2 separate regions of the Arachis hypogaea genome follow, and region 1 is linked to region 2. The links are chromatin contacts, called in public Hi-C maps. All regions are on one chromosome and are shown on one strand. The core of a region is the stretch at or near the end of the contact, and the rest is flanking DNA. Distances in the headings are between cores, read along the strand shown.

Region 1 (3,060 bases), core at 455-2,954, 170 kb after region 2:
GCATGCGAAGCTAGGCAGGTTTGTGGAGAGGAGGTATGGGATACTCGACTTTGTGACGAACTTCCAGCGTTGTGTTGAGTTCCTCAGAGATAACGAGGATGAGATGGACTTTCGGTCGTCGTATGGGACCCCCGTATTGCAGACTCAGTTTCCAAAACTTGAGAAATCCGGAGCAATGAAGTATACCCGAGAAATATTTTCAAGGTTCCGTGAATCCTTGCAAAGGTATGTTCGGATAACCGTTGTGGAGAGCCAGCCGCGCGAGGGTGGTACTATTTATGTGACCCAAAAGTATATGCAACCGGGAAGAAAGTGGAATGTTATGCATGTGTTGGCTTTGGATAAATATACGTGCAGTTGCCAAAGAATGGAATCGTTTGGGCTACCTTGTGTGCACATACTCTCAGTTTTGGTTTGGTTAGATGTGGGTTCTCTTCCAGACACCTTGGTCTTGGGGAGGTGGACTAAGTCGGCCAAGTTCGGTTTGTATGATGATATTGCTGGGGAGAAAATAGTCGATATTGCTGCCTTGTATAGGATGCGGATGGGAACGTTTCTGCAGCACCGCGAGTGTTTAGCTCAGCTTGTGTATAACAACGATGACTTATTCAAGTTGTATTCAGAGCAGATAGTTCAGGAAGCAATTAGTCTTGAAAGTATGAATGATTTGGGGAATAGTGTCGGCATTGGTGGTGGTGGCGACAATGGTAGAGTACTAGATCCGATTGGGGTTTGTACTAAGGGCACTGGGCGTGGAAATGTACAGGTTGGGGCGAGGGGAACGAAGCGTAGAAAGTGTAGCACGTGTGGGATAGTCGGACATCGTCGAACTCAGTGCCAAAATCAGGCGAACATGTCGGTGCCGAACAGCCAAGATGAGGTGCCGCGAATGGTGTCATAGTCTGTGGCGCGTGTAAGTAGTAAGGTCACTTTAGATTAGTGACATAACACTTGTTGAGCTGATGTAATGCTTTATTCGATTTGCAGACTGAATTTTCTCCTGCGCGTAGCCTTTCGATCAAGAATATTGGGGTGTGGGATTGCTATCGTCCATCAGCGGCGAACACTTCCGACTTTCGAGCAACTGCGGATGGGTGTTCCCCAAAGTAATTTCATGCCTTACATGCATGTGTGATGTAGTTGAGAGAAAGATTGGCCTTTCTAGGACTTGGTAAGTGTGGCTTAGGGTGGTACTATTAGTCATTCTGGACCATTATTGGTTAAATAGGCCAGCAAAGCTCATTCATGTGAAGATACTGAACGTGTAATGGATTGCCGAAGTATCAAGTATTTATGCCCCGGTATACAGTGTTTAATCTATCATGTTTATCAGTTTTTTACACTTTCGAAATTGAATCCAATTATGAAAGAACCGTGTTATGTAGGTGTTGTTCTTTTCATGGAGATGTTTTTCTTATTTCTAAAAAAACATATTTTCATTATGAAATAAATATTTACTGCATGTTTCTATTTTTTGATTGAGATGGAAACTTTAGTTTTATTTAAGTGTATAGTCAATCTTCGATAACTATGAAATGTAAATAATAAAAGTATAAATCGAAGTCAACCGAAATTGTCATCTTACATTACAATTTTGAAAATAACTTTGAATAAAAAAATAAATCACAGAATTGGCTAGTATTAACAAGTTTCGAATGGGCCATGAACCTCATCAGCCGCATTTGTTAGTAACGGGCCAGAATCGGTGGACGTCCACCACACGCATAGTCAGCATAAATTACGAATAATATCACTAAAAAAATGGTTGTGGCATAAGTTACGAATAATCTCACTAAAAAAAATGGTTGTGACTTAGATGCAGGCCCAAATTTGGTAGGTAAATTTTGTATATATTTATTTTTTCTATTAGCATAAGTTCCATTTGGTCATAGTGGCGGGGTAGATTAAACCGAAGTGTAAGTGTGTGTTTGGATATTTGTATATTAGCTGATCATTTTAATTTAGATATTTGAGTATATTTTTTTAATTAATTTTATAATAAAATTATTATTTATATACTAAAATAATAATTATATATAAATTTTGGCAAAATATATTTTTAATAAAAAATAAAAGAATATAAAATTTAGTGAGTACTAAGAATAATATAAAAAATAAATATTTATATTGGTCATAGTGATCGAAATAAATCAAAAAGTTTTTTATGATATTTTTTATATTGTATATTTTTAGTATGCTATAATTTTTTACTATTATTATTATGTATGATTAATTTTTTGTTTAATTTACTTTACTTAATAGGATTAATAAATCATATTAAAACTAGCATGACAATATATTTACTAATAATAACTAGCATGCATTAATATATATAAAGGTTGTGGAGCTTTTCGGCCACACTGAAGAAGACAACTACAAGTGGGTCATCCGGCCAAAGCATGCATGGCCCTATCATAGTTGCACCCTGCAGGTTGTAAGCCCAGTAAGTAACATCAGTTTCTAATACACCACCAAAAAGACACATCTTTGCTTTTTAATATACAACTAAGATTACCCTACTACGTAGTAGGTACACAGTTTCATATAGTTATAATACTACGGGAAAAACAAGTTCTTTAAGGCAGGTTGCCACAAACAGAGGGGCTGCTTCCACCGTTAGATACGTATCTAGAATTTACAAAAGAGAGTTCGGTACTATAGGAGCTTATGGCATGTGGATAGTTGTGGGATCCTACTCTTTGTTGGCCGTGATGTCACGCCATAGGAGCTCTGCTTTTGCTTCCACGAGTCCTCGAACCTGATTTGGTTCAGATTGGATGAGATATGCGGTTGTCCTCATCCTAACTGCAAGTGTGCCCACCTACATGGGCCCAGGTCAACACAAAGCATAGTTACTGTCATTGTGTTAGAAGTTATATGTAAATTCCATGTAATAAATTATGAGTAAAAGGCGTAGCATAAGCAATAATTGGCATAGCCAAGCTTACTGGAGGACTAAAGATCTTTGTGGAGAATCTTCCTTCCTGCTACAGCCAGTACAAGCACCAAACACCAGTTTCCTCACTACAATCATGATTAGGGTCATTAAAATAAAGGCGA
Region 2 (2,826 bases), core at 305-2,804:
TCTGACGAGGGACGGCAATAGCATGCCATCTAGCTAATTATAGAGATAAAAATGCATACAAGATATTTTATTTATTGAAAATTTATTAACATTATTTTTAAAAATTCCGATTTACAAGTTCATTTCATTTTATGGTAAAAGAAAAACGAGTTTCAAATAAATATAATAAAAGTACATGACTCCATCATTATTTTTGTGGACACCAAAAACCTTCAAAAACAACTGACAAGTCCATCTACAAAAAATCTATGTCATCATATAAATAATTCCAAAAAATAAAATAAAATAAAAAATAAGGAAGTGTATGATAAACAATTCGCCATTATTGCTAGCAGATAAGTAAAACATGTCACCATGAAAACGAAAAGAAAAGAAAAGAAAAGGAAAAATTTTTGAGAAAACTAGATGTGCAGAAGCTCCAATAAGAAAAAACAATATAAATTCATGTGCCAAGTAATAGAAACATAGGAAGATTGACCATGATCAGTTCAAGTTTTGGATCTGGTAACTGACATAAAAAAACCAAACAGCAAAATAATAAAAGAAATAGCAATTGAAGTTGATGATAGATAAATAAATAAATAAATTCTGGAGGTATAAGCAGAGAGCAAAGAACACAAACTTTATTCGGCAAAAACAGAACAAGGTAATCAAAAGCAATGCCAAAAACAAGGACAATCACTTCAAACTCCAAACTCAATCTCTACGAAAATGATTGATTATATATATATATGTGGTCTATTTAATTAATTCATACAATTCGAAACGGTTATAATGCAAATCTTTTCATTCTTTCTTATTTTCACACACAGATCGTTAACACAAAGTTCTCATACATTTTTTCTTTTCTGCCAGAAAAGAGCGTTAGTGTTATTTTTTATGGCAGTTTTTTCTTCCTTTAAAAAAAAAAGAGCACCACGGAAGTTATAGAAGTTACTGAAACCCAAAAAAAAAAAAAAAACAGAGAAGATGAATTGTACCTTCATCTTGTGGTATGAGTTGAGCGAAGGATCCAAACTGTTGGAAGCAATTGAAGGCAAGGAACACAATGATGAAGAAGGCTTTGAAGTTTTTGGAGCTTGTTGGCATAACAAACTCCACCTTCATCATGATATGGTGTGTAATTAATTATTGCTGGCCACCTTAATTTAATTTCCCGTTGGTTTTGAGAAAGGGACGAAGAAGAAGACAAGAAGAGTAGCTATGATTATGTGTTATTATTTGTGGGAGCGAAACAGAGTCAATAAGAGAAAGAGAAACGTTTTAAAGCCATGTGTGTCTACAGTCTACTCTATATCTATTTATTTGTCATGAATCAAATGAGGAACTTCCGAGTGATGGAACTTCTAAGTATCTTTTGTTGAACTTGAAATAGATTTTTATTTAAAAAAGAGAAAAGAGGTTAAGTACGATTTTGATCTCTAAAATATGGTTCAAAAATTTTTTTGTCCTCAACCTTTTTTTTAATATAAAATCGTTCATAAGGTTCAACTTAGTTTTAAAATAGTACTTCGGATCAAAATACTCTCCTCCAACAAACTTACTTCACCAAAATACTTAGTTTTGCTTATTCTTTTTCTTCTTCATCATCACAGTATCAGTAACAATAACAATGGAATCAGAAGTGTAAGATCCAAAACTTTTGAAAAGTCTTATTATGATCAAGTCTCAAATCATATAGTTATTTATAGCCTTAATTTCGGAAATCATTTTATTAAAGATAATTAAGGCAAGTTGTGATTTATTGAATTTGAGACAAGTTATGATTTATTATCCAATTTTATAATTATTGGATTATTTTCTATAATTATATTATAAAGTTGGTAGTTGTAAAATAATAAGGATTTCTATATGATTTGGATTAAATAATTAATTTTTTAAATATTAATACAACTATTTTGGAAAATAGAGAAATTAATTATACTATTTCTAATTATTTGATTTGGACATTTTATTGAAAATAATTTGTGAAAGTGATGAACAAATAATATTTTCTATATATAATTAGTGTTGAATTTAATTGAGTTTCAATTACTATATTATCCCCTACTTTTATTTGAAATTACTAAACTACCCCTAGCCTAACACAAACCATAGTTTTCAAAATGATGAAACCCTAATTTCCAAGCATAGCAGCCGCCACCCTTTCTTCTTCCCTTCAGCAAACCTGCAACCCAACGAAGGAAACAGAAACAGAAAATCATGGGGGAGGGAGCTTGAGAAGGGAGATCTGGCAGAGAGGGAAGGGCTGCGCCGTGACCACTACCCAGCCGTCGCTGCCGCCCCGCGCTTACTTACTCACCGCCGCCGCTGTTTCTGTGATCCCCAGCGGCGCTGCCGGCGAGCGCGAAGCCAGAGGAGAAGAAAGATACAGACCAAGAAGGGAGAGCGCGCGTGCAGGGGAGGAAGGAGCCGCCTAGCTCGCTGCCGCCGCGCTGCTCGGGTCTGTTGAACCCTCCTTGCTGCCGCCGTTCATGTCGCGACCAGAGGGGAGCGAGAGACCAAAGAGGGAGGCGTCGCGCAAGGAGGGAGCTCACGGTAAAGAGAGAGGGGAGCTACCTTGCGCGCCGCCGTCGCACCTGCATACCGCCGCTGCTACCGCGAGCGGGCCGTCGCCGGAGCTGGGTAGTCGTCCTTGCCAGCTGCAAAGAGAAGCGAGATAAACCCCCTCCGTGTCTGCTGCTTCGGGCTGCTGAGAAAGGTCTTGGCGCCGCCGGAGCTTCCGTTGCCGTCAGAAGCTGCCGCCGTCCAGCCAGCTGCTGCAGTGGTCGTCGCCTGTCGTGAATGATTACCGGAGAAGTGGTTGTGGCTGTCGGAACCACACCG

What was found. A called contact is a pair of places that touch in the nucleus more often than the background predicts.
Region 1: a contact with region 2 is called in a Hi-C map of leaf, with 2.6 times the contacts expected there. The contact joins the enhancer-like site here to the promoter of LOC112771062 in region 2. A contact is called at or near these places in 3 of 8 Hi-C or Micro-C datasets (leaf and an unstated tissue).

The regions. Positions count from the first base shown.
Region 1 is chr18:33,148,522-33,151,581 of arahy.Tifrunner.gnm2.J5K5, forward strand. No RefSeq gene overlaps it. Among protein-coding and RNA genes, the nearest start is that of LOC112773243, 11 kb to the right of the region's middle. Within about 2 kb of position 1,705, at least 2 of the 3 cell types and tissues checked have open chromatin away from gene starts, as enhancers often do.
Region 2 is chr18:32,983,383-32,986,208 of arahy.Tifrunner.gnm2.J5K5, forward strand. LOC112771062 (probable LRR receptor-like serine/threonine-protein kinase At1g53430) reads right to left here and starts at 1,555. Exons shown (of 24, transcript XM_025815647.3): 1 at 981-1,555. The coding sequence starts at 1,110.